4 separate regions of the Mus musculus genome follow, and regions 1, 3 and 4 are each linked to region 2. The links are chromatin contacts, called in public Micro-C and promoter capture Hi-C maps. All regions are on one chromosome and are shown on one strand. The core of a region is the stretch at or near the end of the contact, and the rest is flanking DNA. Distances in the headings are between cores, read along the strand shown. Region 1 holds the start of Hbq1b (hemoglobin, theta 1B). Region 2 holds the start of Ubtd2 (ubiquitin domain containing 2). Region 3 holds the start of Rhbdf1 (rhomboid 5 homolog 1). Region 4 holds the start of Snrnp25 (small nuclear ribonucleoprotein 25 (U11/U12)).

Region 1 (2,866 bases), core at 200-2,699, 170 kb before region 2:
GGGAATCTATAGGGACAGTAAGTAGCCTCCTGGTTGACAGAGCCTTTTGGTGGGTGTTGGATGGTTACGGGCAAGTGGGCTAGAGGTACTATTTTAGTTAGTAAAAGTTCTGGAAATGGTTATAGTGAAGACTGCACAACATTGTGGAAGAATATGACATCACTGACGTATACCCATCAAACATGTCTAAAATGCACAGGACTTTGAGCCACATGCCTCTAGTTCCAGAACATTGGAACTTGACCATAGTCACACAAAAACCCAAATAAGAACAGAATCTTTCATGTAATGATGATGTATTCACCGAGGGTGTCATCATTGCTGTCATTATTGAGATATATAATAGGCACTCTAAAGGTCATTGTCCCCAAAGGAATTTGCCCTATGATCCAGGCATATAATATTTTTCATCTACTTAATTCTCACAGCTCTGATAAGAATATATTTTTGAAACAGACTTAGATTTTATTTATTTGAAGAATTATTTATTCATTTTAACTATGTAAGTACACTGTAGCAGTTTTCAGACAAACCAGAAGAGGGCATCAGATAGTTTTGAGCCACATGTAATTCCTGGTAATTGAACCCAGGACCTCTGGATGAGCAGTCCCATCTTCTTAACCACTGAGCCATCTCTCCAGCCCCCACAGTTGGAATGTATTAAAGGGGATTTTTATCTGAAGTGGTTTAGGCAGAGTCAGGGTCTCATTATGTAGCACTGCTGGCCTGGAGTTCCATATGTAGGCCAGGATAGTCCTGAACTCACAGACATCCTTTTACATCTGCCTCCAAGTGCTAAGATTAACCTGTACCTGTGCCACAAGACCCAGATTGAAAGGGGTGTTTAATGTAGATTTAAATCTCTTTCATTTTATTTCACACGTGTGGGTGTTTGGGCTGCATGGATATCTGTGCATCTCTTGTATGACTGTGGAAGACAGAAGAGGGCTTGGATCTACCTGACCTGAATTTACAGGCAAATGTGAGCAGGCATGTTTGTGCTGTGAACCAAAGCCAGGTACTCTGGGAGAGCAGTTAGTGCTCTTAACTGCTGAGCCATCTGTCCATCCCCTTTAAATGCAGATTTAACTATGTTGATATTTAACGAAAGGAGACGTGTTCCAGGAGAAAAAAAAAAAAAAAGACCAAGTATGGGTACGGGCTCCTGACACTCAGTCCTTTTCAATAATGAATAAGAAAGGAAAACCTGTGAAGTTTCCGAACGACTCGGGAGGCAGGACGAGCCGACAGTGCCAAATGAACACTAAAATCCATTGTAATCGATAGTACATATTATATGCCAATGTGCATGCAGTAAACACTTTAAAATGTAAGGCGTGGAGGGGGAGCCCAGGGAAACAGAGGGCTCAAAGCTGAACCAGAATCTGTGAACACCTAGGCATCCTGGAACGATGCAGCGCCCCCTGGCGGCCTCTTGTGTTTCAGGACGTCTTTGAGCTCAGCCAGCGGGCAGAGCGCAAGGCTCAGTTCACTGAAGATGGCTCGGTCCCAGGATGATCAGTGGCTGGTCCTTGCGCTCTGGAAGAAGATGGGCAGCAATGTCGGAATCTACGCGACCGAGGCTTTGGAGAGGTACGCCCTCGGGCTCATCTTCCAACGGACTGCGGGGCGAAGACCGGCTCTCTGTACCTCCGGGTCCGGCTGAGCCCAACCCTGTTTTCCTACAGGACCTTCGTGGCTTTCCCCTCCACCAAAACCTACTTCCCACACTTGGACCTGAGGCCAGGCTCTAGCCAGGTTAAAGCCCATGCCCAAAAGGTGGCCGATGCACTGACTCTCGCTACCCAGCACCTGGACGACCTGCCTGCTTCTCTGTCTGCTCTCAGTGATCTACATGCGCACAAGCTCTGTGTGGACCCTGCTAACTTCCAGGTGAGTCCTGTATTGAGCTCACCCCGGGTTGCTGGAGATGTGGGTCCCTTCAAGGCTTGGTGTAGGGGAGAAATTAAGGCAAGGCGTGGCGGTTCTCTTTCTTCAGTTCTTCAGCCACTGTCTGCTGGTGACTCTCGCCAGGCACTATCCTGGAGACTTCAGCCCAGAGATGCATGCCTCCTTGGACAAGTTTCTGGGTCACGTGACTTCGGCACTGGTCTCCAAATATCGCTGAATTGGGGATACAGGGTTCTATAGTCTCCACCCATGCCCTTCCTAAAGCTCACAATGTTTGAGTAAACCTCCCCAGGGCTGCATTGTTGTCCTGGACGCAGAGGGGCACGAGAGAAATATACTCCCCGCGTCCAGTACTCCTAAACAAGGTTCCAAGAGACTGAAAGTACAGATAAGCTGGTGTCTCAGATCTCATATGGGAGGCAGCCATCCCTTGTTTGTATTGTTTTATTGTGTTTTTGCCTTTGAGATAAATTTCATGTTCTCATGTAACCCAGGCTGGTCTCTCAAATCCATACTAAAAAATAGGTTGGTTTTGAACTCCTGATCCTTCTGTTTCCACCCCTTTCTCCAAACCATCCCCCAATCCCCACCCACCTTGGTTTACCTACCATACCTGGCTCCAGAGTGGCTCTTTCTCTTTCTTTCTTTCTTTCTTTCTTTCTTTCTTTCTTTCTTTCTTTCTTTCTTTCTTTCTTTCTTTCTTTCTTTCTTCCTTCCTTCCTTCCTTTCTTTCTTTCTTTCTTTCTTTCTTTCTTTCGGTTTATTTATTTTATGTATATGAGTACACAGTCGCTGTCTTCAGACACACCAGAAAAAAGCATAAGATCTCATTACAGATGGCTGTGAGCCACCATGTGCTTGCTGGGAATTGAACTCAGGACCTCCAAAAGAGTAGTCAATGCTCTTAACCACTGAGCCATCTCTTCAACCTGGGTTCTTTTTATTTTTATTTGAC
Region 2 (3,091 bases), core at 188-2,687:
CAGAGCTTTGTTTGTTTAACCCAAATTTTTGCCTGCCTAGCAAATGAATACCAGGCCGCAAATTTTAATTTGGACTTTTTCTGAAAGCTAGACTCCCAGATGTGAAATAACCCCACTCAAATGGTAGGAACATTTTTAAAGCTGTTGATTGGCACTGCCAAACCTTTGCAAAAAGATTGAACCAATTTACACTCCCACCAGCAGTGCATGAGAATACATTTAAATGCAAATCCTAAGAAGCAGACTGTCTCTTTCTTAGGTATTTCACTTAAAAAAAATTTTTTTTTTAATGCTAAGCAAAAGCTGACCCAGGGTTTTATAAAAGGAAAGTCTGGCATAAAAGTGGAACAGCTTAGGCAAAAAAAAAAAAAAAAAAAAAGAAAAAAAAATGCTTTCAAAGACCCAAGCACCCAAGCAGGCCGATAAAAATGTTAAGGCGCCACAGCAAGGAGCACAACTCCAAAGGGGCCATTAACAGTTTGGCTTAGGTTGGGATGGTAACCGCCAAGAATGTTGGGCGTGGTCAATGTACCAAATTCTAGTTTATAAAATGCAGAGTATTAATATTAATACTTCACTTTGTTCTAAAGACGACTTAAGATGTCTAATGCCAGGATCTAGAGTGGTAGTATTGTCGGTAAAGCGAAGCCTGTGGGAACGATACACACACCCGTGCCCCTTCGCTCCCCGCACGGGACAACAGGCCTGCACAATCAGAGAGCACCTCTACCAAGCGGGCGCAGTGATGGCAGGGGCTGCGGACCTGGGGTAAGGGAAACCCAGACTCGGTGGCCAGCTCGCTGCTTTCCACAAATTCAAGGGGTGCAGGGACTTGCGGTCAGGCTAACCCCTCTAAGCACGCCCAGCCCGTCTACGACCCAGAGTCTCCTACGACTCCTCGGTACCCTCTCCCACCGGCCACACCAGAAGGAGCCCCACCTCGTCCTCAAGTAAGGACGAGCTGGCCACTTCGTCCTTACTTGAGTCCTCCCCCTTCTTTCCGGCCCACCTCCGCTTGCCCCCTACTCTCCCGGCCTCGGGCGCTCGTCTCCACTCGGTTCTGCTCGGTATTCTCCGCCCCCTCGGTGCATGCAGCCAATCAGAGCGCGGCCCCGCCCCTCGAGGCCGTTCCAGCGGGCCGGCCGAGTGCAAGCCGAGCCCGGCTGAGGGTGGCGCCGCGGGCGGGGGCGATGGGGCCTGGCAGCCGGGTGGCGGCGGCGGCAGTGGTGGGGCTTGCCTAGACGCGGGGGCGCGGGGAAGTGAGGGGCGAGCGGGCGCTGCGGCCCGCCCGGGATGGGCCAAGCCCGGCCTGGCGGGGCCGAGCGGGAGCCGAGGAAGGCACGCGGGCCGGGCCTGCGGGCCAGGCGGCCGGGGGGCTGAGGTAGAAGTGGGCGCGGAGGAAGGGGCTGGGCGAGGCGGTGGGAGGAGCGGCGAGGGGGCGGAGGCTGAGCGGCGAGAGAGCGGCGCCTGGCCCGAGGCGGCGACGCGGGAGCAGGCTGAGGCGGCGGCCGGGACGAGCGCCCTGAGGTGGCGGCCGCGGCCCCATGGGCGGGTGCGTGGGCGCCCAGCACGACTCTTCGGGCAGCCTCAACGAGAACTCGGACGGCACGGGAGGTAGGTGGCGCCAGGGGGCAGCCGCGGCCCCCCATTGTTCGCGGCGGCGGCCACCTGTCCCGACCCCGCGCCCCTTTGTCGTTTCTGCTCTGCGTCGGCCCCGCCACGCGCTTCGGGCCCCACGCGGGACCGCGGGCCTAGGCCTGGATTGGGGGGTACTCTAGCTGGGAGGACAACTCGGCTGCCGGATTGCGGCTCGTGGGGCCGGGGAGGGGGACAGCCGGGAGTGCCCCCGACGGGCCCCGCCGCACCCCCAGCCCTTCCCGCGTCGGCAGAGTTGGCCGGGCTCAGCTTTCCTGAGTTTCGGATGACAGCTGCCCCGGTTGGTTCCAGTTTCTGGAGCTGGGTTGGGGAAGTCTCCAAGTGGCCATGGGCAGTGTTTTATGGAGGAGGGGGGAGACGATCGGCCCGAGGAAAACGTGGCTCTCTGCTGCTGCCAGGGGCGTTAGCCCAATGTGCCGTCGGGGCGCACTCGTCAAATTCCGATGTGTCTTACGTAAAAGGAAAACGTGCAGGATAGAAAGTACCCCAGTATAAGATTAGTGCTTTGAGTAAAAGTTTTTCCAACGCGACTCGCACTTCTGGGTTACCGTAACCGTGATGAGAGGTCTCTTAATTCCATTCGTAGTCGTTGTAGAGGGATAGGAGTGGTAAGATTGACTCTGCTTTTATTGACCTTAAAAGTGCGGAGCCCATCCAGTATATAGAGTGTGTAGAAGTTCGAACCTTGTAGAAAAGAGCCACCAACCAGGGATAACATGATTTGATTCGAACCTTGTATTGGGTGCCTTCAAATCGGGTGCATATTTTAAAGTTGTTTAGTTGCATGAGAATAGGCACATCTTTTCACACCTTGAGACGACTCTTAGGCACCCAACTTTTGTACAAGACATTTCCCTTTTTACGTGATGTTTTAGCCGTTCCACTTCACTAAAATCTCTGTCACTAAATGTTGGGCAAGTTATTTGAGAACTCAGTGAAAACTGTCGTGAAAAAGTAGTCCATGGAAATGCTCCTTTGTAGTGGATTTCACGTCACAGCCTATTTACTTGGTGAGGTCCTTTTGACAACAAAGCCCAAGTGTAGAAAGGGCGTGATACCACTGGGCTGAGGGCAGATCAGTGATCAGATGGTACCAGTTAAGCATGCTAGTACTTACTAGCATTCAGTATAACTTTGACATATGTTAAAATTATAATATTCCTTTAAGATTGAGCCTTTTGGCAGTGCAACTTAGGATCCAATCACAGTATTAGCATGAGCTTTTAGAAGCATGAAATCCTAGCTTTAGATAATTTCTACCAGTAGCCTACAGTTAGATAGCTCTAATATCTGTTTCTTTCAACATTTAAGTTTTCTGGACCATAATCTGCAGTTTTTCTAAAGAGAAGTTTTAAAAGAGGGAGTACCCCGTCTTTTTCTTCTGGGGAAAGGACACGGGATAGCCCTGATGTAGCTGGCAGAAGACGGGTCTGTA
Region 3 (2,836 bases), core at 265-2,764, 230 kb before region 2:
AGGGAGTTCAGCACCTCGGCCAGGTCTGCCAGGGAACTGGGAGGGATCCTTAGCTCCAACGGCTGCAGAGCACTTGGGGCTGGGCAAGGGAAGGGGCTCCGCTGAGGACTAGAGCTAGGGCGATAGGAGGGAGGGCCCTGACTGTCCCTTAATGGGAGACCCAAACCAGCACCTCTAGACCCCGAGGGGAGCTATACTGGCTCACCCAAGTGGACTTCCCAGTAAGGCTCCTGCAGAGGAGCTAGCCAGCCATGGAGGCTGCCTGGAGTTCTGTGGACTGGTGCCAGAACCTGTACTACCCTACCCTGTACTGTACTGGACCTACCCGACACCCTTGCCCTCTTACCCGGATTGCCCAGAATGACCCTGGTAAGCATAGGGCTCAGCCTCTGCAACCTCTTGAGAACTGGCCAGCTGCTGAGTTCCCCAGCATCCTCTAGGCTTAAGGGCGGGGGCAAGGGGCTGAGGCTCGCCCCATGGAGGTGGGGAGCACCTAGCCTGGGACTGCCCCGACTTCTTAGCTGGTCTAAACCTGAAAAGCCAGTTTCATCCTAGAATCTTCTCCCGGCTTCAACAGGAAGTGGGGAGGGGGGGCTTTCCCAGGACAGAGCGGGGGGCCTCCGGATCCAGGCCCCGCCCACGCAGACAGACACACTACTCCAAGAGGCACACGGAGCAGGAACTCTGGTCCGGACTATCTGAGCGGAAAGAAAGCCTAGGGGGAGTCCCTTGACCGTTCTCCACCCAGCTCTACTAGCGTGCTCCCAGCAGGACAGACAGGCCCTCTCGCCTATCCCTGAGCCCTTGGGGTCCGCGGTCACCCCACCGCGCCCAGGCCTACTTCAAGATCCCGACTGTGGCCTCGGGCTCGCCCCCGGGGCCACTGTACAGGGCAGGAGATGTCTTTGGAGGCACTTCCCGAGTTTGCCGATGCGAACCGGGCTGAAACGGGCCGAGCAGGCCCAGCCGAGCTCCCCGGCCCGCAGCTGCCACTGTTACTCCCGTGAGTGGGAGGAAGCGGACCCTGTGGCCCGAAGTCGCGCTCTCTGTGCAGAGTTTCAGACGCCACCTTCGGGGCCCTGGGAGCACGGAGGGCATGGGGTGTGGGGGCTGGCAGCGGAGGGGCCGCTCAGGGCGGCTGCGGCCCCCGGACTCCTGTCCCCGGGGACCCGGCGGGGCTGCTACTCCGCTGCCCCGCCCGCCAGGCCGCGCCGATCCGACCACGGGCTATTTCTGTGGGGCGCCGGGCTGGAATCCGGGCCGCGCCGCCTGCGCCGGCGCTCGGGAAACTCCGCGCACCGACTGCCAGCGATCGGCGGACACGCGCCAGAACGCAAGCTCCGCACTCGCCCGCCCGGAACCCCGCGCAAAGACCCCGGCCGCCACTCACCGCCGTAGGGTCCTCAGAAGGGTCTGCACCGGCTGCTGCCGCCGCTGCGGGCCGGGAGGGCGCCCGCGCCTAGTCCCTGCCTGCGCCGCCCGCGCGCCGGCCCGACCCGTCCGCCTGGGAATGCCACGGGCCGAGGGGCGTGCGCGCCGGGGGCGGGCCCGGCAGAGGGGCGGCCGCCTGACTCAGGGCTGAGGAATGCGCGCCGCCCGCTGCCAGCCCCGGGCGCCTCCTCCGGGAAGACCTCCGGCTGTGCTCTGCCAGGGGTCCCGCAGAGACACCTGTAGCTGGGAGTCGGGCTCGCCAGCGACCACCTTAATCATAACATCTGTCTTGGACTCGCCTTTCCATACTCCTTCATCTTGTGCTGCCCCTGTGCTTGGGAAGAGAGGAAGGGGACCTCCAAAGCAAGAGGGTGGCGTGGGAAGGGACCTAAAAGGCAGATTGAACGCCCCTTCCGAAGGCACGCACTGGCACATCACTGAGGGTCCCGAAGCTCTCACTTGTCCTGTGCACACGCGCCTGATCTTTCTAACAAACATTCATGCATTCAGGCCTCTCGCACCTGTTTACACAGACACGTGCGCACACCTATTCAAAATGCACTTCCATGGGCTCACACTCTCTACCCTAACACATTTATAAGTGTGCACACTCACGTTCATACACTGATACACCATTTCACAGGAACCGCAGCTCAGCAATTACCCCTTCCCCTACTTCTTTCCCAGCAGGTACAAGGGTTAGACTACACCTGCCACCCCTCAAGCCATTACATCCGCGCATGCGCTCACTCTTCTCTCTTCAGCCTCAGTGCTCACGTATAACGTCAGGCACGGTTCATCACTCTGTATACTGGACAGGAAGTGCTTCTTTTGCTCTCGGCTGAGGCTGAAGGCTGAGGGAGAAGAAAGCTGTCGTGGTGCAGATGTTCTGGGCTCCTGTAACCCACACATGCCAAGCCAGAGATGGGACAGTCTTCATGCCTAGCATTCTTGACTCATGCTAGGAATAAGCAGGGTCTGGACGCCCAAACTGGGCTGGCTGGAGGTGCGGGGGTTGCATCCTTTCTGGAAAATCAGGGAACCGGCCACAGGAACCGGGCATCTGGTGCCTGTAGGTCCCTACTCCTTCCTGCTGTGGATGCTGCAGGGTCACCTAGACCTTTGTTGAGACCTAGAAATCTATTACCAGCTGCAAGAAGTCCTACAGGAGACTCACTGTGAAGACACACCCAGGGGTCAGTCGTCTTTTCTTACAGAAAGAATTCTTCTGTGTTTATTTTTATCTCTGTGTGTGGTTGCAGGTGCCCACACATGCCAGAGGGGGCATCAGATCCTCCTGGAACTGTAGTTATAGGCAGTTGTGAGCTGTCCAGTGTGTGTGCTGGGAGCCAAGCTCTGGTCCTCTGTAAAGGCAGAAAGCTCTCTTAGCTGCTGAGCCATCTCT
Region 4 (3,069 bases), core at 375-2,874, 250 kb before region 2:
AGGAAAACATGGGAAAGGAAAGATCTGGCTTGCTTTTTCTGCTGATAAAGGCAGAAAACTAATAGACATAGCTGATAAAGCCAAAATTGCCTGAAACAGTTCATTTGAGAGAAGATATCTCAAACAAAAATGTCAAAGACAAATAAATTGTGCTTACTTATGGCCACATTAATCTATACTGTAGATTTTCTGTTTATTTTTGTTTTGAGAAAGGGTCTCACTATGTAACCTGTTCCTCTTACTTTCTTCTTTATCTCTGCTGTGCAACTCTCCTGGGCTTTAAACCCTTTCTCCTGCCTCAGTCTCTCCAAGTGCTAGGATTTTCTCCAAGTGCGTACAACAAGCTTGGCATAGGGGATAAGAGTTTTAAGTAGGATAACCATGATTGAGGGAGGGAGGGAGGGAGGGAGGGAGGGAGAGAGGGAGGGAGGGAGAGGGAGGAGAGGGAGAGAGAGAGAGAGGGAGGGAGGGAGAGAGAGAGAGAGAGAGAGAGAGAGAGAGAGACACGGTTGTTGTTCTTCCAGAGGGCCAAATTTGATTCCCAGCACTCACACGATGTTTCTCAGTGCCCAGAAGAAATACACGCCGAAAATGACCCATACACATAGGATTTTAAAAATGAGGCAAGTGATTAAAGTAGCTATCCAGGGAATGTGACGGGAGCAAAGAAAAAAGAAAAAGCCCACAGTGCTGCCTACACAGCGTCCTCATAAGAACAGTTGTTACAGGGACTGGTGGTGTAAAAGAACACGAGGACTAGAGATCAGCGCATGGCAAGGCTGCCCTTGACAGCTCCGAGGACCACAGGTCCCGCCTAGATTTGTTTTGTTTAGACAACTTCCCTCTGTAGTCCCTGCTCTCCCATACAGACCTAGCTCTCGATTCAGATCCAACTGCCTCTGCCTCCTGTGTGCTGAGATTAAAGGTGTGTGCCACCAAGCCAAAGCTTCACTTCACTTTTTATTCTATTTGTGTGTGTGTGTGTGTTGGAGTTGGAGTTGGTTTTTGTGCGGGGAGGGGGTTGGTGGGTTTTTTGGTTGGTTGGTTGGTTGGATTTTTGAGACAGGGTTTCTCTGTATAGCCCTGGCTGTTCTGGAACTCACTCTGGCCAGGCTGGCCTCGAACTCAGAGATCCGCCTGCCTCTGCCTACCAAGCGCTGGGATTAAAGGCGTGCACCATCATGCCCGGCTTCCACCTTACTTTAAAGTGGACCTTTTAGGCAATTTTTTGGAATGGAGCCCATGGCATAATCTCAAGTGACTGCGAAGCGACCTGGCTGGGGCAACAGCACGCGAGTGGCAACGGCAGGCCCCAGGCAGCAGGAGGCGCCCGCCTCCCAGCGTCACCTTGTTGGGTGATGCCGTGCACGGGGACAGGTGTCTTGCGCGAAACGATAGCAACGCTGGCCTTCCTTGACAACCAGCCCAGACCGAAGAGAAGCTCAGCAGCGGGGAACAGAATAGCTCGTAGCTCCCGCGCCGCTCGCACCACCAACGTGACCTGCTCTATCCAGCCAATAACCTGCTGTCTGCACGCTCCCAGCCTCCCGAAGACTCGCACATTTCATTGGCTACTGAAGCCACGCAGTATACCATTGGCTAAGCTATCTCGTCGGGGCGGGACACAATCACTGCGCACGCGCCTTTTGCTTATCAACCTGGAAGGCAGGGCAGGCTGGAGGAGCGCCGGAAAGCAACACTAGTCTAGTAGTAGGCAGTCCTGGAGGACCCGGAGGCTGAGGATCGGCCGGAGGTGCCGGAGGACGACGAGGATGATGAGGAGACATTGCCCCATTCCGAGGCTGTGGACGTGTTCCAAGAAGGTCTCGCCATGGTGGTGCAAGACCCGCTGCTCTGCGACCTTCCGATCCAGGTGCGAGACAGGGCTCTGGGGTGTGGATGGGCGCTGGTGGTCCCACCAGAGAAAGACGCTTCTGCGCATAAGTGGAACGCTTAGGGTGAGGAGCCCCTCTGAGCCGTGAAGTTTGAATTAAACAAACACTAAGATATGAACTCAGGATGAGTGTGACAAGTCTTTTCCTTTTGCCTGAAACTTCAGTATGCGTGACTTAGTAGTTAATGTATTCTTTAACCTTGCCAATCAAAGGTGTTTTTATTTAACGTCTGTGTGCGCACAGAACTGGGAGCCAAACTGAGAACCTTTCGAATGCTAAATAAGTGCTCTACCACTGAGTTACACAAGTTTATTTGTACTTCCCTCTGTGTTTTATTAAAACATCTCTTGTCTGGCCAGACCTTTAATCTCAGCACCCGGGATGCCGAGGCAAGGGAATCTCTGTGAGTTTGAGGCCAGCCTGATACATTGAGAGCTCCAGGCCAGCCAAGGGTCTGGAGTAGTGGGTCTCTGCCTCAAAACAAACAAAAGACATTTTGTTATCAAAGGTTTTAGGTAGCCGGTCAGTTGCACCCTGGACCTGAGGTACAGGCCTGGAGCCTCTTGATACAATACTCTCAGGATCGCCAGGCCCAGTGTTAATTGAAAATCCTAACACACAATAGGTGTCTTAGTCAGAGTTTTACTGCTGTGAACAGACAGTGTGACCAAGGCAACTCCTTTTTTTTTTTTTTCCTTTAAAGTTTATTCAATACAACCTAATCTCCAACTTCACTGAGGTGGCTGACCACGTGGACTCTTATAAGGACATTTAATTGGGGCTGGCTTACATGTTCAGAGGTTCAGTCCATTATCATCAAGGCAAGAGCATGGCAGCATCTAGGCAGGCATGGTGCAGGGGGAGCTGAGAGTTCTACATCTTCATCTGAAAGCTGCTAGCAGAATATTGGCAGCAAGGATGAGGGTCTTAAAGCCCAAGCCCATAGTGACACACCTACTCCAGCAAGCTACACCTATTGTAACTGGGCCACACCTTCTAATAGTGCCACACCCTGGGCTGAGCATATGCAAACCATAACAGTAGGCAAGCTTGGTTCCCTTTTTTGATCAGGGCCACTGACAGGTAGGTATATATCATCTATAACTAGGGAGACATTAAGGCATCAGGTGTCTCCAAGTGACGCTCCCCAGCAGTGTGGGTAGGGCCATGTCAG

What was found. A called contact is a pair of places that touch in the nucleus more often than the background predicts. Capture Hi-C pulls out chosen DNA fragments and counts their contacts.
Region 1: a promoter capture Hi-C map of adipose tissue shows a contact between it and region 2. The contact joins the promoter of Hbq1b here to the promoter of Ubtd2 in region 2. A contact is called at or near these places in 5 of 39 promoter capture datasets (the 3T3-L1 cell line, 3T3-L1-derived adipocytes, the HPC-7 cell line and 1 more), 1 of 484 Hi-C or Micro-C datasets (nephron progenitors) and 3 of 9 other capture datasets (adipose tissue, liver and pancreatic islet).
Region 3: a contact with region 2 is called in a Micro-C map of embryonic stem cells, with 3 times the contacts expected there. The contact joins the promoter of Rhbdf1 here to the promoter of Ubtd2 in region 2. A contact is called at or near these places in 3 of 39 promoter capture datasets (fetal liver, hippocampal neurons and liver), 4 of 484 Hi-C or Micro-C datasets (CD4 T cells and embryonic stem cells), 3 of 115 datasets of contacts at active chromatin or transcription factors (bone marrow-derived macrophages, embryonic stem cells and pancreatic cancer cells) and 3 of 9 other capture datasets (adipose tissue, liver and pancreatic islet).
Region 4: a contact with region 2 is called in a Micro-C map of embryonic stem cells, with 5 times the contacts expected there. The contact joins the promoter of Snrnp25 here to the promoter of Ubtd2 in region 2. A contact is called at or near these places in 5 of 39 promoter capture datasets (the HPC-7 cell line, hematopoietic stem and progenitor cells, hippocampal neurons and 2 more), 7 of 484 Hi-C or Micro-C datasets (CD4 T cells, LSK cells, embryonic stem cells and 2 more), 1 of 115 datasets of contacts at active chromatin or transcription factors (memory CD8 T cells) and 2 of 9 other capture datasets (adipose tissue and liver).

Annotation. Positions count from the first base shown.
Region 1 is chr11:32,285,515-32,288,380 of GRCm38.p6, forward strand. Hbq1b (hemoglobin, theta 1B) reads left to right here and starts at 1,450. Exons shown (of 3, transcript NM_001033981.3): 1 at 1,450-1,593; 2 at 1,689-1,893; 3 at 2,000-2,398. The coding sequence starts at 1,499. The coding sequence ends at 2,128.
Region 2 is chr11:32,453,933-32,457,023 of GRCm38.p6, forward strand. It overlaps Ubtd2 (ubiquitin domain containing 2), which reads left to right and starts at 1,438. Exons shown (of 3, transcript NM_173784.4): 1 at 1,438-1,614. The coding sequence starts at 1,545.
Region 3 is chr11:32,220,779-32,223,614 of GRCm38.p6, forward strand. Rhbdf1 (rhomboid 5 homolog 1) reads right to left here and starts at 1,515. Exons shown (of 18, transcript NM_010117.2): 1 at 1,391-1,515.
Region 4 is chr11:32,203,791-32,206,859 of GRCm38.p6, forward strand. It overlaps Snrnp25 (small nuclear ribonucleoprotein 25 (U11/U12)), which reads left to right and starts at 1,625. Exons shown (of 5, transcript NM_030093.3): 1 at 1,625-1,873. The coding sequence starts at 1,832. It also overlaps a transcript of Il9r not described here.